Regions from separate parts of the Oryzias latipes genome. Here region 2 is linked to region 1. The links are chromatin contacts, called in public Hi-C maps. All regions are on one chromosome and are shown on one strand. The core of a region is the stretch at or near the end of the contact, and the rest is flanking DNA. Distances in the headings are between cores, read along the strand shown. Region 1 holds the start of LOC101169310 (putative pre-mRNA-splicing factor ATP-dependent RNA helicase DHX32). Region 2 holds the start of ptpe (protein tyrosine phosphatase e).

Region 1 (7,213 bases), core at 3,259-5,758:
GTTTCCGGACCCGTCTACATCCCGTGCCACCTTAGGAAAAAAAATAGTTTAAGAAGTCAAACTCCAGAGATTAAATGATCGAACATATTCTGGAATTTTTGAAGTCCAGACATCGTCAAAGTTCCTTCCACAAAAATGCTGCACTGGATGAAACTTCTGACCTGCATGAAGAAACCGGCGAGCAGCGCAGTCTTCACGTTCAGGGTGTTGCTTCGAGATCCAAAGGCGGGTACCGAGATAGGCAGCTCGATCCTCTTCAGAGTGTCTGTCAGCTCAGCATGGAGGGCGTCGGCCATCAGCAGAGCCGTGTGGCTCAGGAAGAAATCCTGACACCACTTTTCTTCGTTAGAGTCTAGCAGAGGACTCAAGTATGTTATATGATAAATTGACTGACACAGTTACTTTGTTTTTTAGTTATAGAGCAGGCTTTTGGAACCTACATGGATCCTGCTGATGCTGCTTGAAGGCCTTGTAGATGTTGATGAGGGTAAAGTGGTCTCCTTCTGGGTGCTGGAACTTCATGTGGCTGCGGTTTGCCTCTGCTTTCAGCTCCCCAGGAGGGTCAATGAAGCAAGATGGTACTAAAAAACATGAAACCGTACATCACGACTGTGAATAAAAACTTAATTTGCTTCATATGTGCCGTGACTGGTGGCTGGGATAGGCTCCAGCAACCTGTGACCCCAAAAGGGATTAAGTGATCTTAGAAAACTGAAGGATAAATGTGGTGTTTTTTGCAGAATGTCACCTGTTAACATGGCAGCAATGATGACCACCTCGCTGACGCAGTCGAACTCACAGGAGGCCAGCACGGTTTTAGCCATCTGCGGCTCCAGGGGGAACTCAGACATGATGATGCCCATCTCAGAGAGGTTGCCGTCATTGTCTAAAGCTGCTAGGTAGTCTAGTTCCTCCAGGGCCTGCATTAAACCTTCAGGATCTGAGGGGAAAAAAGGGTTTTAAACCATAAATCAAAAACAGCATTTCATTTAACAAGAAGATAACCAAGAAACTCAAGCAGTGACCCATTGATGTGATCTGCATGAAACACCAGCCTGTTAGGACTTATGGAACGAATGGATTAGGATTTCTTTAATCCTCACCAACATCTGCCGTGCACCACGATGCAACATGACGGGGGTTATGATTTCGCTTGTAAAAAAACACTTGTTTTTGCTGAACATTGAAGGAAGACAAAGGCATAGTTCCAGTTTTCACCCGCTCAAGCATACTTTTAATCATCTAATGGGAGGCTCAATGTGTATTTGTGTTAGAGGGGGCATGCAAAGCTGTGCAAACAAAGGAACACACAAGGAGGTCAGCTCTGAAAGGATGCTAGCAGAACAAGAGCTGTCGGCTCGGTTGAAGCACGGCTGACTGCCCTTCAATTAAAAAAAAAAAAAGTTCCTGTCTGCCGGATCAAAAAGGGGGAGAAGATGCAACCCACATGAGAGTGAAAATTCAAAAACGACAGGAATTTTCAGGAATGATAAGTTTCATGAATCCCACCTGGTCTGTCTATGAAGTGACAGTGACCCATCCCAGAGATGTCCATCCTCTTGAGGAACAGCACAGTGGAGGCGATGTCAGACTCCACAATATGAGGGCGAACCTCTGCAGGAAGCTGTCTATCATTTGGATACAAACAAAAACATTTCCCTACGGAACAGAACATCACACCTTAAAGTAAGGAATGGAGCCGGAAATGTAGCAGCCGCAGTTAAAGTGTTGGTTTGGTAACTTCTTCTCACCATCCGGGCCTGTCAACTGTTTGCGACTCTCTGCTTGACCTGCGCTGATCGGCTGGATAACGGCTGAGTTTGCCCTGATTCTGGGGTTGAAGACCTGGAGCACAATTAGAGAGAATTTTTTGGTGTATATTTACGCCAGAGTAAACATTTACAAAAGTCAGAAATATTCCACAAACATGGGGTTGAGGAAATTATGTAAAAATGTAAAAAATATATTGATTTATTTACATATAATTTTATATCTTACTATGTCAGGGTTTCTTTTAGTAGATAAAACTTCCCTATAATCTTTAAAAGTTTGTTTGAATCTATAAACCACACAACTTTTTATTGCAAATATCCAAAGTTATTGAAAGTCTAAAATATGTATATATTTAAAATATTTATATATCTTGGACTATATTTTAAAAATATATGAGATTTACGTTTCTGCTCTCCTTTAAAATTTTGAAACTTTAAGTTCTGGACATCTTCGCATTTAACATTCCACAATTCCACACTTTCCCAGCATTTTATAAATCTGTTCCAGTATAAAAGGGAGACAAACGCACCCATCTTTTCTCCAGACCAGCATCAATAACAAATCTTATGGAACGAACAGCCCAGAAGAAGTCCTCATTCGGGCTGCTTGTGAGGATCACTCTCCGTGCCCGCTCTGTTTCCGGCAGACTCCCTGGTTGGCCGGGATGCATCACGATTGGAACCAACTCGCCCAGGTGGGGTGGTAAGCTGCGCCCTTCGTGACACAGGATGTCATGGGCCAGGTCTATTTCCTGGTGGAACAGAAGAGAAATAAGCTATTATGATTTGCAGTGGTTTCTGAATAAGATAACTATTTGTGTTATTTTTCTGCTCAGATGATTTGAATTTAGAAGTTTACAGTGAAGATTAAATAATAAATAATATGCAACATTTCAAATGAACCCAGATTTAGTGTCAAGAAAAAGGTTATTTTTCCAGACAGACGTTTTTCTTTATTTGATTCTGGTCATCAAATATGAAATTCTCAGTGACTTTTGTAAAAATATATATTTTGATTCGGTTCTATGTGAAAATATTAAAAGTATCCCGTTGCTACCAAAAAACAGTTATTAAATACTTAATTTTCAAAGAATAACGCAGAACGATTGGTTGGGCCTCACACAATTTCACCTCACCAAATCTGTCCCTCTTTAGATTTGGACTCCCCTGCACTAAGCCATGTTTAATGCAGTATTTTTGTTTATTTGTGTATTTTTTTTTTTTACCTGCGTTGTGACTAGAAACACAACCACATCGCCCCACTCCTCAGAGTGATGGATCTCCAGAACGAGACGCAGAGCTGAGCAGAAGTAGTTGCCGCCGGAGCTGGTGTACACCACCTCCCCTGCACCCTGCGTCTCTATGCGCATCACGGGCACCTCTGACCCTGAGAGGTGGGTCAGCTGCTTTGGGGTGGGCTCGACAGCCGACATGACAACCACTCGCAGCTCTGGCCTCAGCAGAGTGATGTTCTTCAGCAGGCCAAGAAGTATGTCGGCGGCTACAGTCCTCTGGTGGGCCTGGTCCACAATCACCACACCATAGCGCTCAAGCAAAGGGTCGGACATCATCTCCCGGAGGAGCATGTTGTCTGTGCAGAACCTGCGTTGAATGATGATGTTATGCTTGAATTTAGGAAAGTATTCACAAACATTTCATCTTTTATTTGGATTAAATCCCAGTTTATCTCCCTTCCCTTGTTGTGCTGAGTGCTTTTGTTCTGCATGACGTATGAGGGACCCTCGTGGTGAGTGTGACATATGGGTCGACAGGGAGACGGGCAGCTGGTGTGAAGCCCTTGAAAAGAGCCCCTCAAGCCTTTTGTTCACCACTCTTTAAGGCGGGGTATCACGACCACGCATTCTTACAAAAAGAGAAAAAAAAAAAGGAACTCTGGACACATCTGTGGCAAGAACAGACATTTGTGTTTGCACACCTTAGTACCGTCTCACTGGCGCAACATTTCTCCAGAGGTATGCTGTAACCCACTTCATGGCCGACATTCACATCCATCTCATCTGCCACTCTCAGGGCCAGATCAACAGCCTGCTGGGAATGGATCTGGGTGCAAACCACCATGCCGTGCCGGAACTGGACTGACAGGCAGAACTCAGCACACCACTGGGGAATCTGCAATAAAAGAAAAGTGAGATTTTTTTTTTTTTTTAAGAAACATCTTTGCAAAAATATTGGCATAAAAAAATGACACACTCACTTGAGAACTTCTTCCTGTTTTGGCAAAGCCACTGACAGCAACAAACTGTTGATTGGCCAGCGTGTCCATGAATTCACTCTTTGCCCTCCACATTGGCAGCTCTTTCCTCTCCTCCATCAGTTTGTAAAACCGAGATGAATAAGGAAGTCCATCAAACTGATTCAGCTCCAAGATGTCAGCAGAATCTTTGTCTCCTTGACTCAAAGCCTCAGAGTCGGAGCAACAGGGCGAGTTCCCCGCAAAGTAGTCCTCTCCACCTAAACTGGCAACGTCCTGCTCCATCACAACAGAGTCTGTCCGCTTTCGACCTCATTTACAGGATCATACAAATGAAGCCTGGAAATCTCCAGCTTTCAGTGAAGCGGCTGCAGTGAGACTGCGTCTGCTGCGAGCAAAACACAATGAAGGGCTCAGTGGGCGTCCAGCCCAGTGTTGTCATGTGGCTACTAATCCCACAGAGGCAGTGTGGTCATCAACACACACACAGACGCACACACACAGGCACTAGTGTGAGACGGAGTAGATTGGCAGAGACTGGAATGTCTGCTGTTTACAAAGAACACCAGATGAAACGCAATCTGCACAACTTATTTATCAACTACAAACAGAAATTAACACAAAAAAACTATTTTAAAGACCCACTCTGAGGAAAATTGTATTTTTGGTGTTATTAACATGTTCTTCTGGCATTTCTCTCATGATGGACATATATAAATACAATTAAGATGAAAATTGTCTTTCTGCGCATTTGTTATTGCAAACTGCTTTAAATTAGAAGCAGCCGAAAAAAATGCCATTTAAAGAAGAATGTATTTGTGACATAGAAAATACACTGGGTGGACTACAAGCTCCTAGCTCTTTGCTTTTAGAAACATGGAAGGGAATGGGGGATGGGGTTGCTCCGCGGCAACAATCACAACCAAAACTCAGAGGTGAATTACTTATGAACTACTGCCACTCTGCACCAAGTTTGTCCTAGAAAACAACCCAGGTTTTTTATTTTAAAAACAGCATAATCATACCTAAAAGACCACAGGGAACACTTAAAAAAGAGATCTGAAGATGATTGGAGTGTGACGTTTAGCTTTGATGAATACACTCCATGTAATAGAGTATGCAGTTTCTAAAAAATAAAATATTAATTTAAATATCCTCCCGGCTGCTGAAAGAACAGTAAAAAAACAAAACAAATGTAGAAACCTGATTACGAACATTTAAACAACATTCAAGATTTTTTTCCCCATTAACTTTTAAAAGAGTTCTTGTGCAAAATACTACAAATTAGAACATTGTCACATATTTTATGCGAAAAGCCTTTTTTTTGTTTTTAAATGTTTGACCCTTATGATTCATATTCAACATGTTTATGTAGGGCAACAATTGAAGTCCAGTAGTTTAACTGTTGTTATCCAACAGGTGGCAGTATTGGACAAACCTGGGATGTTGTAGACAGTTTTCTGTCACTTTCCCAAAATGCATCAACATTACTTTTAACAAATCTTTTTAAGTTTTAATAATTGTGAAGAAAGACCAACAGTAGCAAAAGAGCATCATCTCTGGTTGATCTGTACACACAAGGCGTCCTTCAACTATTGAAGATAACAGCTGCAATCAATAAAAATATGTGCAGAAGTTACTGATGAATAAATCTTTTCTCCTAAAATAAGCATTTTTCTGAGTCAAAGTAAAAATGAAAGTAAAACAAAAAAAAAATCTTCAAAAACATAAAATAACTTTTATTCGCTTTTATTTTATTTTATTTCGATAAATCGGAAACCTTAAAGCTTGGTTTACAGTTATTGAAACTTTTCAAGATTAAAGCAAAACAAAAACAAAAATCAAATTTCTCTTCAATCATTCGTTGTGGATAAAGACAAATAACATTTCTGTGCTTTTGCAAAACAAAACAATACTAAAAGAACAAAGTAATGACTGGCATACCATATTTACACTTGTGATGACTTACAAAAAAAACATAGTACAGATGTTACATTTAAAAGGTTTATCCACATAACGACAAGAAATGTTTTTCAGCAAGGAGCCTCAACTCTGACAGTTGTTACACATTGAAACACATTTTTCTGAAGAAAAGCGGCACAGCCTTGGCGCTCTGTTTGCAGAGCAGAACGATCTGGACGCATAAATGCAAAATAAAGGAAGGCTTTAGCAGAAGGTTAATAACCTTGTGGACATTTGGAGTGATCGTTTTTTTCACAAAGTTGAACTAAATTGAAAAAATGAAGAGAAATGGTAAACGTAATGATTTATTTGGTGTTTTACTGTCAGAAATGTTGACGCTCTACAGCATCCACCGGCACCAGAACTTTTTAAAACTCAAAGCAGCACATTGAAAAAATAAACAAGGAACCTCAAATCAGAGCAATATCACACAAAAAAAATGGTGGATCAATAATTTCCAAGAAGCGTTTAGATGAGTTTTAAAAGGCTAAAATGAACAAATAGAAAAACAAAGAATTTTAGCACCATAGCAGCAACGGGACAAGGAATGCATCTGAAGTTAAACGAGCACTAAAGATTGCTAGAACTAAATAAATAACAATGCCCAGTGTGCCACAAATGCTGTTCATTTTCATTATCTTCATCCCAAGTCCAACTTAGTTAAAGCAGGATATTGGTTAAACAAAAAGACAATGCATTTCAAGATTTTCAACAAGAAAAATGTATAAAATCACCATAAAAATTTGTAAAAAGAATTTCTAAAATGACACAAGAATTCCTTCTTTTCAAAAATTTCCCAAGCAAAACAAACTCTCTCTTCATACAGAGTGCTTTGCACCCTAACTGGACCAACGTTAAATAGTTGAATAAATAGTTTCTTGGTACCTGAGCGAAGACAAGAGCACCTTGTAAAGGTGTAGCACCGTGGTGTGATCTTAGCCCATTTAAAAACATTTTTAAGAACCCTCCAACATTTTCTGCTTTCAGTGACTTCCAACAGAGTCTTAAGTTATTAGTGCAAAATAAGGATTTCTGAACAAAGAGAGGCCAGAGCTCAGCAGGCCGGATGAGTCTTTGGTGGTCTGTGGGGCAACGCCGCAGATCCAAAGAACAACAGGAATTTATCTGTTTGGAAAGAAAAGAAAGCTTCAGATAAAACACACATTTTCACCAAAGGATTCTTCTTAAGCTCATTATAATTTAACACTATTAGAAATATCAGAATGACAGGAAATATAAATGAATCCGTTTTTTCTTTTAGCGATAT
Region 2 (7,213 bases), core at 1,518-4,017, 250 kb after region 1:
AATATACTTATGCTGATGGGTAGTTTTATTAAATGTGAAGGCTTCAAATTCCATTATTTTTTTTTGCTACAAGTTCTTTAAAAAGGCAGCTAGCCTTCATTATAGTAAAATTATTGTCATTGTTTTTAAGATCTACACTTAAATCCTTGTGGTTTGCATTAATAAATGTCACAGTGACTAAAGGAGGAAATTATCTAAAGCGGGAAAAATCCAATCCACATTGCATCACATTACAATAAAGAGTGACTGCTTGCAAAGCTAACAAAGCAAAAACAAATATTCTCATTCATCTATCTTCTAAGATAGTCCCATTCAGAGTCACTGGGTGGCAGAAATAAATCCCAGCCACTGCCAGTAAAGGCGAGCTACAACCTGGTCAGTTCATCAGTCTATCACAGGGCCAGTATACTCACATTTGACTAAAAGAAATGTTAAGACTACACACTCCCAAGACTGCAATGAAACCCCTGTCAAAAAAGGTGAATAAAGTTAAATTATGGAGCAACCAGCATCAATTGAGCTAATGTGATCCAAAGATCACAAAGACAGGGATTCTTACATTTGACCTTTAGTTCCCCTTTCTCTGTCAGTTATAATGAACCTAGTAGAAAACAGAGCTAGTTAAAATTCACCACATTTATAACATCTTAAGCTTTATAACAGTAACAGTTGACATGTGGACATTTTCGCAGCTAGCAGGTATGTTTGTAACATTTGAGTGTGTGTGGAAAGGCCCCGCCCTTTGAGATTTGTATTACATCTGTACCTTACCGTAATGATAAACATCCAGCAACTTGTTGCTTTATGCTGCTTCATGGTTTTGTTCCCCCCCCCCTCCTATTATCACCCTCCTATCCCCTCTCTCCAACATCCCTCTCTCTTCTTCCCTCCTTTCCTTTTCCGTCCAACACCAAAGATTTTCAAATACGATTGACATGAATAAAGTTTGGCCTCAATTACAAAAGGGGTTTATTCAGACATACCTCTGGTCTGTCTGAAGATTTATAACCCCTGTTGTTAAAGTAAAATATGTCCAACGATAGAGGCCTTCAGCTCTCATCTGTCTGCCCAGCTGTTGGACATGACAAATAAAAAAAAAAATAAATAAAAAAAAAGCTTTATAAAAGTTCCAACTATTGAAAAAGGTTCTCTCAAAAACATTCGTAAAAATATGTTTGCGATGTTAAAATTGGTAAATATTGATTAGAAAACATGTAAGTATGGAGATTCTGATCATTAGAAAGGCACAGGGATATTCTGAATAGAGAAGTTCAATTACTTCACTTTCTAAATTTAGGTGTTTTTTACTGAAATGATATTGAAAAATAAGCATTCTGGATGACTTTTATAAAGGGATTTAAAAAATGATGGAATTATAAAAAAAAGTAAATTAGCCTACCTACTAGAGTGCCTTCCAATGCTCCAGGTACCAATACTCCTATTATTTGTTTTTTAAAGGAAAAACCTGATTGAATATTCTTCTTTAAAAAGGCATACCTCTAACACTGGCTTTGATGCATTGTAAATGCTTAAAAAAATAATAAAAAAGAAAATCTTTAAAAAAAGAAAAAAGCTTTCAAAGGTTCTTAATGAGTTTTTCTTTAAAAAACAAACAAACAAACAGGTGTTTTGGTGATGAAAATCTTGTGAAGGAAAATTGTCATAGAATATACACAGGAATGATGGGTTTCCTCCAGAAATCTGTCCTGTGTCGACTCCCTTTCAGAGTTTTTATGATGTGGGGGAATCAGTAGTTCAATATTTTGAGCCTAAATATATTTAAATCTCCCCCATTATTTAAAATCGACAATGAATGTCCATTTGGTTGCGATAAAACACACCATCCTTCCAAATCAATGTATCCCACAAGAGGTCAGTAAAGATGTGTCTTTACTGCATTCTTTTCAGAACATGAAGCCAAAGAGGATTGACCTACATGCTGTAAACAAAAGTACTTTGAGGGATTTTCTGAACAAAACCTATTAGTCTAAACAGATGTGAAATCTGCTCTAATGTCTATAAACCTAATTATAACAACAACTATTTCCCCAGATGCCCTAAAAAATGCTGGTGTTTGACTTCAGAACTTCAATGCCAAAGGCAATTTGTTGTGCACAAACCCATCAATATTATACTATGTGAATAAAACTTTTGCATATTGTTTTTAAAGCATTGTTATTACATATAATGATGTGATGCAAACAACAGTCATAAAAAATAAGCAACCTCTTCTTCCTCTTGAAGAAGGTTCATCTTCATCAACAGGAAGCTCCCCTTAAACCTTGATTTTACGAGGTTTTTTTTCTTCTTTTAGGTTAAAAGACTGACATTTAATGAAGATAATCAAGATTTTTGCAGGGAAATTTTACCCCGAACCTCTACGTCAGCAGCATCACTTGTCATAAACAAAAACAGCAGCTTTTTAAGGTCGCTGTGTAATCATAACACTCCCAAAGCAGCCCGACAGGAACACGTGAAGCTTTTCTGTATTAAACAAAAAAAATCTCGCAAAATGTCAACTGTGAAGAAAAACAACAACAGTAGAACAGACACAGCCTCTTTATGCACAAGCCTGCCCTTTATCATCCAGTGATGCAGGAATGTGAAGGATGCTGAGCGTTCACCTGATCCACGCTTTGCGCCCGTGGGAGGGTCTCTCCAGTCTCCACTCTGCCGTAACACGGCCCAGTTCTGGTAGGCGTGCTTTCAGGCTGGGTGGGGGTGGGTGGGGGGATTGGAGCGCCGCGCATCCTCTGAGAGGGATCTGCAGGAAACATGATCATCGAGGGAGCGTGAACGCATTCCTCAGCTCCGGTCAGACGATTCGACAGCTCCGTGCGTTCCGCGTTATTCTCCGAAGGACGTCGGAGGAAAAGCAGCCAGCAGAGAGCACGCACGACCCCGCATCGTCATTCGCCGCTGCGCCGGGTGAGACGAGGTCATCGCTGCTCCACGGTAAGATGCAGAAACACCAAGCACTGATAACAAACAGGGCCGCTTTTCAGCGCGTAAATACGCATATCTACACTCAGTCTTTATTTTTGTTATTTTGGACCTCTCCAACGTGCACAGACGCCGATTTGTAGCATCCTTTACGCATTATCTTCCTCTTCTCTCCTTTTTGATTGTAGAATATTAAATCCACGGAGAGAAAACGCACGCAGGTCACATGAATTCTAGGCTACAGGGCACCTTAGCCGACATACCTGAGCACAGATGCCCTACAGAGAAAAAATGGGTTAGTGGAGCAATTCCACGCGTGCTTTGACCACCGCACCAGCATGTCGAGGTTGATCATTTCTAAATGAACCGAAATAATCGGACAAACGATAATTTGTTGTTTTTTGGGGGGGTGCTTTAAATCCCATTTGGACATTAAAATAACATCATTGATTTCATGCAGGAATCACTGGGGAGCATGCGCAGTAGCAGGCCTGGCTTCCAACAGTCCCAGTGGATGCTGTTGCTCACACGCTCTGGGCTGTGCCTCTATGTAGCAACGTTTTAGCTCACCTAGTTTTCATGCAGACTGACTAATCATGCCACCCTAACAAATGAAATAATAAATACATGGATTCACTTCCCACCCAGATTTTCAAATGTCAAATACAAAATGATTAAGAAATGTGGAAACTTGCTTTTGTTCCATGAAACCTAAGTGTTAGGAACTTTCAGTGGCATCCCACATCCCAGTGACCCGAAAAGAAAAATATATGTTAAATTTGGAGTTGCCTTAGAGCACCGGTTAGCCTACATCAGAATCACTGTAGAAGTATCTGAATTAAAATCATTAAAGCATGGTCAGCTACAATTTATTTTAGAACACGTGTCATTTATACTGAATACAGGTAACAAACTGATGGATACATATACACATATATATATATATATATATATATATATATATATATATATATATATATATATATATACACACACACACATATATATATATACACACACACACATACATATATATATATATATATATATATATATATATATATATATATATATATATATATATATATATATATATATATATATATATATATATATATATATATATATATATATATATATATATATACGTCTCCATCAGTTTGTTACCTGTATGAAAAAGCTATAATTTGTTACATACAAACTACAATCAGCAGCCAATCAGGAGCCACAAGCTCCCTCCTCCATTCTGACACATTCAATTGCAGACCAACAGATCCATATATATCTTTTTGAGGTGAGTGAGGGTCTGTAAGCTGGCGGGAGAGTAAATACAGGGATCATGGCAAAGGAGCGCAGGCTTACTCAACGCCAATAGTCTTGCCCACAACTTGCCCACAACAGCATAATTGTAATAAAAAGACGACTGGTGAATGCTTTTGAAATAGATCAAAAGAACATTGGAGCGCACCAAGTAGTTCTTATACCCTTCATATGTGTGTGACAGAAAATGTCACTGTAGCTGCTGCAAACTTTGAATGTTGCAGAGAGGTATTGGATATTGGAGACTGTTGTTGATGAGCTGACTGTCACGCATTGAGCTCATTAGACTCAATGCGTTATCGACTTTCAGCTGACATGGGGAGCAGCTTTAGCAATGATGCATGCATGGGTGTTACCCTGGTCCTTATTTTGTCTTGCATGTCAATTTATTGATAAGGATGTTTTGATGGTTTTTTTTAGTTTGTACACCCACCCAAAGCATTGACAAGTGCATGTCTTACCCTGTTAGTCTCAAACAAATTGTTTCCTTCCATGCTCAAGCAATTTTGTTTTCTAAATCCCTAATCTGACTTCTTTGTCCAGATATAGTTTGCCTTTGTACATCATGAGGATTACATTTTGTTTGTCTGCAGAAATGCACAGCTGTAAGAAAACAGAGATTTAGCAAAAAAACAAAAACAAAGACTTCTACTTTAGGTTATAATTTAGTTTTCCCTCAAAATGACTTCTAGCCATGATGAACAGCTGTCCATATAGTAGTGTTCAGAATACAGTGCTGTTTAGGAGATGCAGCATTACAGTTTGTTTGGGATTCATGCATTTCTTTCAAGCTTTTAACAATTGCCTCCAGGCTATTTCCTGCATATACTATTTTATATTCATACGTCAATTTTAAACTTGGCTACCTCGTTATGCTACAATAGTTTCATAAGTAAACTCATGGTGCAGCTCGCTGAAAGAGGAGGAAGTGCAGTTGCGGTGATGTGCACTGAAGAGTACATTTCTTTGCTGACAATGCGTGACACTTAATAGCATGCATAGTGAATACATGCCATAACTCATATCGCAGGGAATCTGATTTCTCTTCTGTGATAACGCAAATACACATGCATGTGTGCAAGCGCACAACACACACACACACAGACACAAATCTACCTACCTAAAAGGAGGCACATAACACCTGTGTTTCAGTTTTGGCTTCTTCCATAATTTATGGACCTTTATTTTAAGTTTTATTCATGAAAATGTTAGGGGTCAAGTCATACACAAACACAAAATAAAATAAAAGAAACAATAATAACACAACATTAGACAGACATTTTTTATTTTTTTTTATTTTTTACTTTTTATCATATTCATATCATTTCTTTGCGGGTCAGGTGTGCTGCTGCCTCACCTGACCTCTATGACTCAACGTCACTCCAAGGTGGATTCTCTGTGGTGAGCTTGTGGCTGTTTCAGAAAACACGTTTTGTGAAAGAGTCTGAGAGAAAAGTTGCAAAAGGAGAAGCTTGTTGGCTCAGAGTGGAGTTTTGCAGATGTTAATAACTCTGCTCTTCACACATTCGTGTTTTTCTTTGCTCCTGTGGCTTTAGAGTTGACACGCTGTAATCCAGTTATAATGAACTTCAGGAAAAGAGGCTTTCTTGTTATCTTTGGCAGAGCTGAGCAGAACAAGAACAAGTTGTTATTTTCCTAAATGTCATCTCTTGCCCCTGGTTTCATCTATCTTATGCCCCAGAAGTGTCATATTTGGAGTCCTCAAACGAGAGGCTGGAGATTATGCTGCTCATCCTTTGAAAATTGTGCATAAAAAGTTGGAATTCTGATGTAGAGTAGCTATCCCCTTTCAAAACACAAGCATTTGCAGTTCAAGTGCTCAGCCGACCATCCAGAGACGTTTGAGAATTTATTTAGTCTGCACAAAGTGGAACAAGGCCTCATATTTTTAAAAGAGGCAATCATTTTATCTCGACATGACTTTGTTTCCTGCAGTGTTCCTGTATTTTTCTTTTTTTATTCTGACCTGCAGCACACCTGGACTGCAAGGACCTCTTTTTTTGTTGTTGCAATTTTTCTTTCTTACTGTACCTTACTCATATTGTGCATAGTCAAAAACTCACCTAAATTTCCTTGTAACCAGTGAAAATGAATTTTGGGGATAGGAAAAGACCCCCCCCCCCCCCACACCAACAAAATAATGATGACATCACCGCGGGAGAAGCCGTCAAAGAAATGAATGGGGACAAAAGATTTTATAGGGCTGAAAAAAATGTTTACAACTCACTGATGAAACAAAAACACACTTAATGGGGACATTCAATGGAAGTTTTACAATTACTATGGGATGGACACACGACCTGTAGCTCTGTTTCATAATAATAATAATAACAATAATAATAATTGATACTTTATTTATCCGACAATGGGGAAATTCTCCGCATTTGACCCATCCCCTGGGGGAGCGCCGAGCTGCAGCCGAAACGCGCTCGGGAGGCAGTAGAGTTAAGGGTCTTGCCCAAGGCCCCCATTGGGTGATGTTAATTGCTTGCCATTGATATGGTAATTGACCCCATTACCATTGTCACCATGATGACATCACCCCACGATATAGAAAAATAAATAAATAAATAAAACTTTTCCAAGAAAGTTGACATATAAGCCACCAGCTTAAGCCTAGAACAACAAAAAATATTGATGTTTGACCTCAGTAAGAGACCAGCACTTTAAATTTGAAAAAATAAAAGAATCACTTTAAGTACCTCCTACTAATTTAAACTCTTTTCATATTTTAATCTACTTTCTCCTTAATTCTCAAGCATTATTTGGAACCACTTAGAAAAAAAGTTAGATTGAAAATTAGAAGATTTTTAATGCCATTAGTGTGGAACAATGTGAAAATACAATGTGAAAATACAATAAAGGCACAAGGGGAGAGTGAGGGGCATGTAGCAGCCAAGTGGGGGTGGGTCAAAGGGGGTGGGGGGTA

What was found. Hi-C and Micro-C count contacts between places; a contact is called where the count stands out from the background.
Region 2: a Hi-C map of gastrula embryo shows a contact between it and region 1, with 1.6 times the contacts expected there. The contact joins the promoter of ptpe here to the promoter of LOC101169310 in region 1. A contact is called at or near these places in 4 of 5 Hi-C or Micro-C datasets (embryo, fibroblasts and gastrula embryo).

Annotation. Positions count from the first base shown.
Region 1 is chr15:19,114,457-19,121,669 of ASM223467v1, forward strand. LOC101169310 (putative pre-mRNA-splicing factor ATP-dependent RNA helicase DHX32) reads right to left here and starts at 4,509. Exons shown (of 11, transcript XM_020709500.2): 1 at 3,988-4,509; 2 at 3,709-3,902; 3 at 2,999-3,374; 4 at 2,303-2,524; 5 at 1,752-1,845; 6 at 1,510-1,659; 7 at 749-940; 8 at 441-581; 9 at 162-352; 10 at 1-30. The coding sequence starts at 4,269. It overlaps LOC101169556 (disintegrin and metalloproteinase domain-containing protein 12), which reads right to left. Exons shown (of 24, transcript XM_023963430.1): 24 at 5,728-7,071. The coding sequence ends at 7,068.
Region 2 is chr15:19,366,281-19,373,493 of ASM223467v1, forward strand. It overlaps ptpe (protein tyrosine phosphatase e), which reads left to right and starts at 2,768. Exons shown (of 21, transcript NM_001105088.1): 1 at 2,768-2,955.